Linked DNA regions of Gossypium hirsutum: region 1 is linked to region 2. Evidence: chromatin contacts called from public Hi-C data. All regions are on one chromosome and are shown on one strand. Each heading gives the region's core, a stretch centred on a gene start, on an enhancer-like site or on the middle of the called end of the contact. The rest is flanking DNA. Distances are from core to core; before and after follow the strand shown.

Region 1 (5,883 bases), core at 981-3,480, 75 kb after region 2:
AAATTTTATTTATTTATATAATAAGTAAGTTTTTGTTTCATGTATAAATAATATTTATATTAATTATATGTTATTTACAAACTATTACGATGAATTTATTAGTCATTATGAAAAGAAGAAGAAATTTGAAAATTGAAGAGCACATAATATTAATTTTTTACTACTGCACAATTGTTTTAATAATAATTAGGAATTCATTTATTATAATATTTAAATTATCAAAATAATTTAATTAAGATTATTATTTTATATATTTCCAATGGAATTTTTAACTAAATTAAGAAATCATGTGTCTCATTTATTTATTTATTAAATTATAGAATTTAAATATATAAAACCACCTTGGGACATTATGAACTTGTTGAAACAAAAAAAGAAAAGAAAAGGGGGGGGGGTCTAGTACTTAACAAATACACAAAGATGATCATGAAATTGTGTAAATTTTTCAAAGTGCTGTTTATCTTCTACCTTTTCTATCCTTTTGTAAAATAAAGAAGAAAAACTAAGCAAATGCAAGACAAAGAGATATATAGATAGATCTTTAAAAAAAGGCAAGCATTAGCCCATGGTGTCACCATACCTTTAACAAATCAAATTGAATCGAATCTGAATATTGTCAAGTTCGAGCTCGACTTGAAATTTTAAACTCGATACTTTATTCGAGCTCAAGTGAACATTTATTTTTAAGCTCGTATTCGAGCTCGACTCAATAATTAAGTTTAAGATTAATAATGTAAAAATATAAAATTCGAGAATCATTCAAACAAATTATCACTAGACTGAAATTCGTCTCGAACTCAATGATTACGGAATTGAACTCCAGTATCGTACAACATTAGTGTCTCATTTACGCCCTCAGTATTGATTTGTACATTAAGAAACCCTTTCTTTAGAAATATGGACATTTCCTCGTTTTCCAGCGGCATTCTCCACTGTTATTTTTTTCACTTTCAAAATGATCTATTGTTGTTACCTAACACCATTAGAGCGATAAGATAATGAAAAGAAAGGGACCACAAAATATTAAAAAGTGAAATTTATTTAATTAAAATTCCCTCCAATCACAAACCAGCACAAAGCTATATTTTTGAAGGGGAAATAACCAAAAAAGAGAAAAAGAAAGGAAAAGAAAAAGTGGGTATCATTTTCTGTTGTTTTTTTGCTTTGCATCTCTTTCTCTTTCTTTTATGTATTATCAATTATCATCATATATTTATGAACTGAAAGGGAAGAAAAATAGCAAAGAAATTTGAGTCTGACAAGATCTGCAAAACTATATACAGTCATACACCTAAAAGCCTAAAAAGACATATAGTTTTTTTTTTTTTTTGCTTCCATGATAGGCATTTAGACAGAACGTGTGCTGACTCTCACAGATATGCATCTCCTCTCGTGTGTTTTTAGCCATAATTGGATTGGAATATGGTACTTTGCCTGTCTCTGCAACATCCTTTGACGGCTTTCCTTTCCCCCTCCTCAATTCTTTTCCCTTTTCATTTTTATTCTTTATCTCATCTTTTTTTCCTTTGATTTTTCTTTTTCGTTTTTGTACGACTTTTAAGATCAAATCTATCATCTCAATACCTTAGTTTGAGATGGCGACGTACTTTCATGGAAGCTCAGATTTCCAGGCTGCTTCAGCTGATGGGTTGCAAACGCTTTATCTCATGAACCCCAACTACGTTCCCTACGCTGACACACACCAACAACCATCGGCTGCCACTAACATGTTCTTCTTAAACCCCACAAGCTTACCCCAAGCACCACCGCCTAACCATCATCAGCGTTTCCTTGGTCTCCCTCTCCCAACACCATCCACCTCCATCAAACCGCTCAATTCCGACGATCCCCACCGTCCATCCCCCTTCAAGGTGTAGTCCCCGGTTTCCACTCTAACTTATGGGGTTCAAGTGTTGATCATCAGAATTCCCCAGGAAGTAGCCATCCGCAGGTTGTGTCGGCAGCAGCTACAGGAGATAACTCTGGTGGGTCCCATGATGTTGCATCGCAGTCGGGGTTTCAACGGCCGGTGGTGTCCCCAAGGCAAGGTTTGTCCCTGAGTCTATCATCCCAACAAGTGGGTTATAGGTCAAGCAATAATGTTGAAACAGACATACAAGGACAACCTCAAGTTCCTACTATGTCACTGGGTGAAGATGTGAGGATATCAGGGAACTCGCCGTCGTCGGTTTCCGTTGTTTCGAATGGGATTTATGGGGCTCAGAGTGTGGTTTTGGGATCAAAGTACTTGAGAGCTGCACAAGAGCTTCTTGATGAAGTCGTTAATGTGGGGAAAGGGATAAAGACGGACGTGTCTGAGGGGACCAAGGAGGAGAAGATAAAGGTGAACAAAGAATCGGTGGCTGGAGAGGGTTCAAGCGCTGGTGAAAATGGGGCTAAACGTGGAGCTGAGCTCACCACAGCTCAAAGACAGGAGCTGCAGATGAAGAAAGCTAAACTTGTCAGTATGCTTGATGAGGTTCGTTTTAATTTCCATCCTATATTTGAAAGCCAAATTTACTGCTATTAGTGAAGATTATCATTCATCTCCCAGTTCATGCACAGAACAAGTTCTCCTTCTACAACACTTTTACCTAAACCCTAATACCCATATATATATATATATTTCAAGCTTTTAAACAATTTGTCTTCACAATACAAATTTTTAACATTTGGTAGCATCAGAATTTTCCAAATTTAAAATAAAATTATATTAATATCACTGTTTCAAAATAATTTTCACGGAACAGATAAGTAACTTTTTTACAACATAATTAAATACAAAATCTATATGAAAATTAAAACCCTGAGGTTATTTATCGTTTTTAAAAAGTTAAATTTTTTATAAATGGTATACAAATTTTTTAAAAATTATTATTACAAATTTATAAACAGTCTTTTATTTATACAATGAGTTAATTTTTTATTGAATAGGTTTTACACAAGTAATTATAATTCTTCAAATAATGGTTTTAAATTTTTTTTTAAAACACTACTAAAATATTCCTATGTTTAACAACAGTTTTAATATATATTAATAAACTTTGTCAAATAAAATATTAAAACACACATACAAATTAATAACATATTTTAAACCTTTAATTAATATTTTTCAAAAATTGTAAAAAATACTGTTTATCTTTTCTAAATCTACTGAATTTTTTTAATTTAATTTTATATTATTATTAAATTGTTGTCTTTAAATATTTAATTCAAACCCTTTGTTTTCAAAATATAATATTAAATTACATTGTTAAATTAAAAACACTGTTTAGTGAAAAAAATAAAACAATATATAAATATTGTTTAATACAATTATTTACTTTAAATCATATTTAAATTTTATTGTATTAATAAATTATTTACTTTAAAAATTGGTAAAAATACTGTTGAATTTTTTAAAAAAATCTACTGAATTCAAAAAAAAAAAACACAATTAACTTTTTTTTACAGATAATATTTTTTTATTTGATGTTCACTAAGGAGTGAGACATCTATTTATAATAAATCAGATACTAATTATTTTTTAAAAAAATTGATCATAATATTCCTAAAACATTATAATTTTTATAATAATTTTTAAATTATTAAAATATATTTTAATTGATCTTAATACAAGCTATAATTTTTTTTAGAGAAAATTTAACATTTCACGTTTTTAAAAGGTTTTTAAATTCTATAATCAATTTTTAAAAAATAAATATAATATATTTTAATTTATACATTCAATTAAATTTGTGGGAAATAAAAAAAACTAATTAATTGAATCTTGTTGTACCTGATAAGATATTGTTTAATACTATATGATTTGTATTTGATACACACTTACATTACATCATAAATTTTGAAAATTGAATTCACTTGAATTTATTTTCAATGATGGTTTATAAAATTATTTACACATCAAGCTATCCAAAATGTTCAACTTCGCTAAACTATTCCACTGATGTTTGGAATATTAATGTGTATGTACTTATTTTTTGCATTGTTGATCTTTAATTATAATTATGGAAATAAGTTTTTTTTTCATGTAATTTTGTACTGATTTTCCATTTCGGCGAACATGAAGGTGGAGCAAAGATACAGACAGTACCATCATCAAATGCACATAGTAGTATCTTCGTTCGAGCAGGCAGCGGGATTGGGCGCAGCAAAATCCTACACAGCCCTTGCTTTGAAGACAATATCGAAGCAATTCAGGTGTCTGAAAGATGCAATATCAGGACAAATCAAAGCCACAAGCAAGAGTTTAGGAGAAGAGGATTGCTTAGGTGCAAAAGTGGACGGTTCGAGACTAAGGTACGTTGACCATCAGCTCCGACAACAGCGAGCGTTGCAGCAGTTGGGGATGATCCAACACAATGCTTGGAGACCCCAAAGAGGATTACCTGAACGTGCTGTTTCCGTTCTTCGTGCTTGGCTTTTCGAGCACTTCCTTCATCCGTATGTGCTACCCCTCTTACACCATCATCATCATCATCATGTATACATTACCTTTAGCTCAAATCCCTTTTCAACTTTTTCTGTTTCCAGGTATCCTAAAGATTCAGACAAACATATACTTGCCAAACAAACAGGGCTCACAAGAGGCCAGGTATGTGCATCCTCACTCTTCCATTTCCATATATTCGTTGGTCAAATTATGTTTTTGAAGGGTATGAATTATTTGGAGTAACTAATCACAGGGAATCAAATTATGACAAATTGAAGTGTAGAGATTAAACCCCAAATTTAATTATAGTAATTTGACCTTATGTCTTTTATTCATCGTTACGATGTAACTTGGAATGCAGGTTTCAAACTGGTTCATAAATGCTCGAGTTCGACTTTGGAAGCCAATGGTTGAAGAAATGTATTTGGAGGAAGTGAAGGAACAAGAAAGGAATGGCAGCGAAGTGAAGGCAAACAAAAGTGTGCAAAAGGAGTCGGAGTCCAGCTCTAGTGCCCATCAAGAAAATGTGTCATTTATGATGAATCAAGTTAAAGCTCAATCCCAGCCCGAGAAATCCATCAACCAGCAGCAGAATATGCCCCCTACTGAATTTTCCAACTCCACAATGGGAGGCTCCTTTCTTCCACAAACAGCCACTGCCTTCAATCTTATTGGATCATGTGATCTTGATGGCGCAGCTCAAAGAAGCCCCAAAAAGCCAAGGAGTAGCGTCAACGAGTTACAAAATTCTCCTAGTAGCATCCTTTCAATGGACACGGAAATGAAGCAAGGTGAAACAAGGGAAATCAACATGAATTTCGGTGATGAAAGGATGCCCAAGGACAGCTACTCGTTTTTTACTGGAACTGATAATACCGGTAGTGGATTTCCCACATACAGTGCCATGGGAGATATCGGGAGGTTCGACCCCAACCAGTTGACACAAAGGTTTCATGGAAACAGTGTTTCGCTCACCCTTGGTCTTCCCCATTGTGAGAACCTGTCTCTCTCGGGGAACCACCAGAGCTTGCTATCGAACCAGAACATTCAGCTAGGAAGAAGGTTAGAATTAGGGCAAAGTGAAGTAGATTTCTGCGGGATCAACAACACTCAACAAGCTTCTCATTCCAGTACCTTTGAGATGCAAAACAGGAAAAGGTTTGCTGCACAATTGTTGCCGGATTTTGTTGCATGAAACCAAACCCAACTTCAATTCTATCGGCCCATATTCTACTTTTATTCTCCCTTCTCCAAACACTTGAGGTCTGAGAATACGCGAAAAATCAGTTTCAATTTCTATATCCTGCTTTGCTATACGGTAAAGGAAAGATGGATAGTTTATATCTAGGTAATTCGTATATATTCTTACGTAGTTTAGACATGAATTAGTAAGGTTGAGCATTGTATATCATATTGATACAATTCCATTTTATATAATATATGAATATGAC
Region 2 (5,680 bases), core at 1,472-3,971:
CATATAGTATAGTTCCTTAACATCTTAGAATAACCGAACAAAAGCTGCTTACAGTCATGGAAGAACCAAGCTGAAGAACACCATGAGGAAGAACAGGAATGACTGCAACAGTCTGCAATAGATAGAAATCAAATAATGAAGCAGAGGGATAAAACCCAAATAACGAGCTAGAATTGAAGAAATTATCAAACCTGCATGCCAGCTGAAACTTGGAGTTGGACCTCATTCATAACCTAGAAGCATCCACAAAAATAAATTAATAAATAAATTACATCATTCTATGTTTTGTTGCTTAAAAAATAACTGATATCTCAACCCTTCCTGTTAAAACAAAGTTCATGAGAAAATATTTTATCCGTGCACATTCAGTTTGCATCTGAACTCGTTATCTCAAGAGTTGATGCACAAAACAAGAAAAAAAGTTTGTTGCTTTTAACATGTGATGCATGGAAACCTGGATATTCTTTAAAACTAGTACATGTAGAATCATGCACTGATCATGTACGGTACAATCACCATTTCTTCTTAATAGGATGGAACTATCTGTTATAGTCATTATCAGAAGCTACAATTAGTAATATACCTCTGGGGGGTGAGCATCTGTAACATAATTATTTGCAAGAATCCACTGATGATTACCGGTAAATGCAGCTCGGCCAACTAACCTGAAAAACAAAGTAAGTAGTTTCTCAATATTTATTTATTTTTGGGGGGTAAATAAGGAAAAGAACTTAAAAGTATAACATTAAGCTGTAAGTGGAAAACTGGAAAGTAGAGAAAAACTTACCCTTGACCTACTATATTAATACGATTATTTATCATCATTTTGTTTATCAGCAAATGGACTTTGTCATCCCATGTTTGACTCCCAAGTTGAGAGGAAGTTTCTGAACCCCAGCATCCCTCCCGCTCTCCAAATGACAACTCAGGGTTCCGAATTCCAACAATGGATGGAGAGACTGAAGTCGGTGCAGGTTGATAGAAATATTCCTCCCAAATCAGTAACCTGCAAAGTGCAAAATATGCACACTTATGGCCCAGGAAGGCAAAACCTTTTTCTTCTTTATGAAGGCAATAATAATGATGCCAAAAGCTTAGAAAACAAATGAAAATAAACATATATGTTGCATTTAACTGCAAGAATATCATCCTACTGGGAGCAATAAGTTCAAAAATAAAGTAACAAAAAGGTGCATTGTCCAAGTTTCTAATATTGTTTCATCTCTCTACATTTTCCCCAGAGGCCAAACAGACCATGACAAAAGCAACTAATAGCAGATTCTACTCAATCAAACAAAGGAAAACAAAATTCTAAATCAATTGATTTCAGAAGTGAATTGGTCCAATACAAAGAAGGTTTCTTGTCAAGCTTAAACTACATATCTACTTTTCACTAAGATTCTTTGAGACAAAACAGAATAAACCAAAACACAAAGTGCCAAAAATAGAAAAGAAAAAAGAAAAAGCAGAATCAGATTATAAATCAAAAAAAAAAAAGTACAAGATAACAGTAACCAAATCAAACTTTAACATGTCTTAAAACAAGTTTAGCTCCTCAAGAGTCCATAAACAGTACTACACAAGAAAAACACTTTCAGCTATGTGGATCTCCTCCGCTGTTTGGTTTCCAAGAAAATTATTAAAAAGTTCGCTTTTTTAACCCCCATCATGTGGGGGGAGGGGGGAATCTATAAATCAGTTTAAATTGCTAGATATTCTAAAAATGGAATCTAACCCCCAAAAATAGAGGAAAAGAAGGTATTTTGTTTCTACTATATTAGCTAAACCAAATGAAGATACAAGTCAAATGGAGTAAAACTTTAGTTCACTTGAGCAACCAAACCAAAGCAAAATCATGCACAGCACCATAGAAAAAAAACTAAAGTTTCTCTTATTTTCCCTTCATTTTTCTCCACAAGCAAACAACCCCAAGAAAAAGAAAAAGAAAAAGCAAATAAATGAAGCGGATAAAAATAAAAGAATAGAAGTTTACCTAGTATTCTGGCAGCCGATCTTCCAAAACACAGCATAAGACCATTGACTCACCCCACAAAGTGACTTCAAAGCTTCTTTCAACAAACCACCCATAGCTCTTCTCCTTTTTTTTCCCTTCTTCTCAAAGACCAAAAGATATATAATATTGAGGCAAAGCAACCAACAAAAAACGACTCAAAATGCAGTCTTTGTAATATTCCACATTTATAAGAAACAGGGGGGGGTAGCAACTAAAGCTAACTTCCTCTACAAGAGCCTCTACCAGCCTGCTTCGTTCTCAACCCACCACTTCTTTTTCTTTCTGGATCCAAATTTCCTGCTATCATCCTCCTGCAACCTCTCCCCATCAACCCTACTATTATCTTTTAACAAAAACTACTAAACGGAGTTGAACAAAAGAAGAAAACTTTTTTTTCTCCTAGATGATGCCACAAGCTTCAAGCTTGAAGATAGCCAAAATTTGCTCCATTTTTTTTTCACTCCCAAAAACAAGGAAAAAAAGACAACACGCACAAATGATAGACAGAAAAATAGAAGTTGAGAGAGATTTTGGGGTTCCTTCCACTATTTTTAGTTGAAACTTGAAAGAGCTTTTCTTTCCTCAGTTTTGTGGGTTTTTCACTTTCTTGTATTTTCTCTTCTCTTCTTCTAAAGTGCGCCACAGAGGGGTTGATTTTTAGACATAAGCAGAGAGTTAAGGCAAATTTACAGGGTATGCCACTGATGCCTGATGGAAGGATAGTTTTGTCGGCTTCTGACCTTTTGGATAATATTATTAAAATCATTTTCTTTTCTTTTCCTTTATTTTTATTTTTATTTTTTTGGAAAAACCAAAAGAAAGTTTCTCTCTTTCTTTGCTTTCGTAATTTGCAGGTGAGCCATGAGCGTAAAACTGATATTATCATTCGTATATGGTTAAATTCTATATAAGGTCCCTGTATTATATGCTTTTGGAAAATTTAATCCCTCTATTATAATTTGATATTCTTTTCAATTAATTTGTTCATATCAAGTCCCTTTATTTTTGGAAATGTATATTTCAATCTTTAAGTTTAACTTACTTTCAGTTAATTCTAACAAAATGTTTGATGTGGACATCTCATATGTATTTAAACATTTTGTGACCGCTAGATTTTTATTTTTTATTTTTTGCATATGTAAAACTGTATAAAAATATTTAAGTATATATGTTACATTATTATATATTTTAAAAAATAATTTACACCAAATTATTTGATGAAATTCACAAAAGAAAAGTTAATTTCAAAATTAATTTTAAAATATAAATAAATAAATAAATTACGCCAACAATCTTTTAACGTAGTGAGAATAGTATTATGTTTTAATCGTGTTGGATTCCAAGCAACTCCATCCTCAATTATAAAAATAAAAATAAAAATAAATTATAATAAACAACTTTCATAAATTTTAAAAATAAAAATAAATTATAATAAACAACTTTCATAAATTTATTCTTTTGTTTATTTGTATTCTTTTTTTATGGTATAATATATTTCTATAATTTTATCCAAGTCCGGCCTGAATAAAAATGTTAAAACCCGAGTCCGATTTGGCCCGTCCGTATTAATTTTTATATTATTTTTATATAATTTTTAAATATATATAATACATCAAAAATATTAAAAACATTAAGATAAATATTTTCCAGCAAATTAAAAATGAATTTTAAAAAATATATATACTTAAATAACACTAAGATAGATATAACTTATCAAGCAAATGCCTCTAAAATAATAACAGAATTAACAAATGCCTCTAAAATAATAACAAAATTAACAATAAAACAAGTTTTATACAATATCAAAATAATATCAACAAAATAGTAGTAACAAAATAGTAAAATGGTAGCAAAATAGGGAGAAAACAACAAGAAAATAACATTAAAAAACAAAAAAATAGCTTTTTTTTCCTTCAGTGAATTTGGGTTGAGTTGGGTTGGGTCGGGCCTAGGCCAAAAATATCTTACCCGAGGCCTAACTCGTTTTTTTAACGGGCCCTATTTTTTATCTAAGCTCATTTTTCAAACATATATTTGCTCAAACCCTCTCACATTTTGGACAGATCTTCCAGCCTGTCCCATGAACAAGTCTACTTAGGAACCAACACCAATAACTAGCCATTGCCTTAACTTCATATTTTAGTCTTTATGTGCGTATAGAATCTATTAAAATCAAACATATATGAGATTCAAAAATCACATAACAAAATAAGTCTCTAGTTGGAATCAAACCACCACTTTGATGAATTAGGACATTGTTGCCACTTGGCCACCCCGAGATTTCCAAAATAAGTGTGCCAAAAAGTATATAAAAAGTTATCTATTCATATTTAATGGTATTCATAATTCAGTTAAAATCAAATTAATCAATCGAATTGATCTAATTCGGTTAATCGGTATGTGGATAAATTTAATTCGATCGGAAGTTGATTAATAATTTTTTGGAATTTTGGTTATCGGTTAATTCAGTTCGAAATCGGGTAATTAATCGAATTAATCAATTAATTGAAATAAATAATATAAATTATATACAATTGTTAACTTCCAAGATTTCTGTAGTGTTTCTAATATGTTATTTGTTGTTCTCATCTTCATTTAAAGTTTTTTGAACTATTAAAAAAAGAAAGAAAGTGAACCTTAGCAATGAGTTTTTTATATGTTTTATACTTATTTTAATCAAAAGAGAAAAATATATATAAATTAATTGAAATATTTCAGTTCGGTCAATATATTTGAAAAAAACTTTGGTTAGATTAACGGTTAAAGATTTTTACATTTTGAGTAATTCGGTTCGGGTATTAACCGAACCGACCGTTTGAACACCCCTATTCGTATTTGATCATATTTATTCATTCAAGGATTGAGATTAGATTTATTCTCCGAGGCCATGACACAATATGTGGGGATTTGCAGGAAGTTTTTCTTTTAAATATTTTGCTTCTAGATTTACTTTGATGTTAATTCATGATTAATTATGACCAATTCAATTAACTTGTTTTATTTTTATCTTTTTGAGGATAGTGAAAATTTTGATCTCAACATTAATTTGTCAAGCAAAATTTAGATTACTAAGGAGCTTCCACATATTTTTATTAAGGTATAATTGTGATTATTATTACTTGTTTTAATCCGATTGAATTATCATGATAAACTTTTGTGATATTGGTTCCCTTTAAATAAAAAATATATTGGGACATTTAGAAATCTGTCCTATTAGATCTATTGCATTCTCTGAAGTGAATGCGAGTATAAAAAAATTGATTAGACTGTCACAAGATTTTATACCATATATATGGTATTGAAATTTAGTACAATGTGTATCAGATAATGTGGTAAGCAAAAATTTTATTGTTTCATAAATGCTTTTACTATTAAATTATAAATGTTATTATGAGGAAGCGAAAATTTTGATTGTTTTATAAATGGTTTTTTTACTATTAAATTATAATTGTTATTATTAAAGTAAAGTTGTTTTAGTACTTGTAATAGTGTTTGTGATAATAGTTAGGGTGATGAGGATGATGTAAATATATTCAAGTATATTTTAATATAATTTATTTTATTCTAGTATGTTTATTATAATTGGAGATTAGTTACGGTAGAAACATGGAAAGATAGATTTTGAACTGAACTGAGTTGCAAGGTCTCCTATCTAAAGCTTGTTAT

Evidence for each region. A called contact is a pair of places that touch in the nucleus more often than the background predicts.
Region 1: a Hi-C map of fibers shows a contact between it and region 2, with 3 times the contacts expected there. The contact joins the enhancer-like site here to the promoter of LOC107889214 in region 2. A contact is called at or near these places in 6 of 34 Hi-C or Micro-C datasets (callus, fibers and leaf).

Annotation. Positions count from the first base shown.
Region 1 is chrD09:38,531,576-38,537,458 of Gossypium_hirsutum_v2.1, forward strand. It overlaps the pseudogene LOC107899608. Among protein-coding and RNA genes, the nearest start is that of LOC107899692, 25 kb to the right of the region's middle. Within about 2 kb of position 2,231, at least 5 of the 9 cell types and tissues checked have an H3K27ac peak or open chromatin away from gene starts, as enhancers often do. A contact at or near this core is called in fibers, where this site is marked.
Region 2 is chrD09:38,455,766-38,461,445 of Gossypium_hirsutum_v2.1, forward strand. LOC107889214 (transcription factor LHW) reads right to left here and starts at 2,722. Exons shown (of 10, transcript XM_016813569.2): 1 at 1,994-2,722; 2 at 788-1,006; 3 at 584-665; 4 at 192-233; 5 at 53-112. The coding sequence starts at 2,088.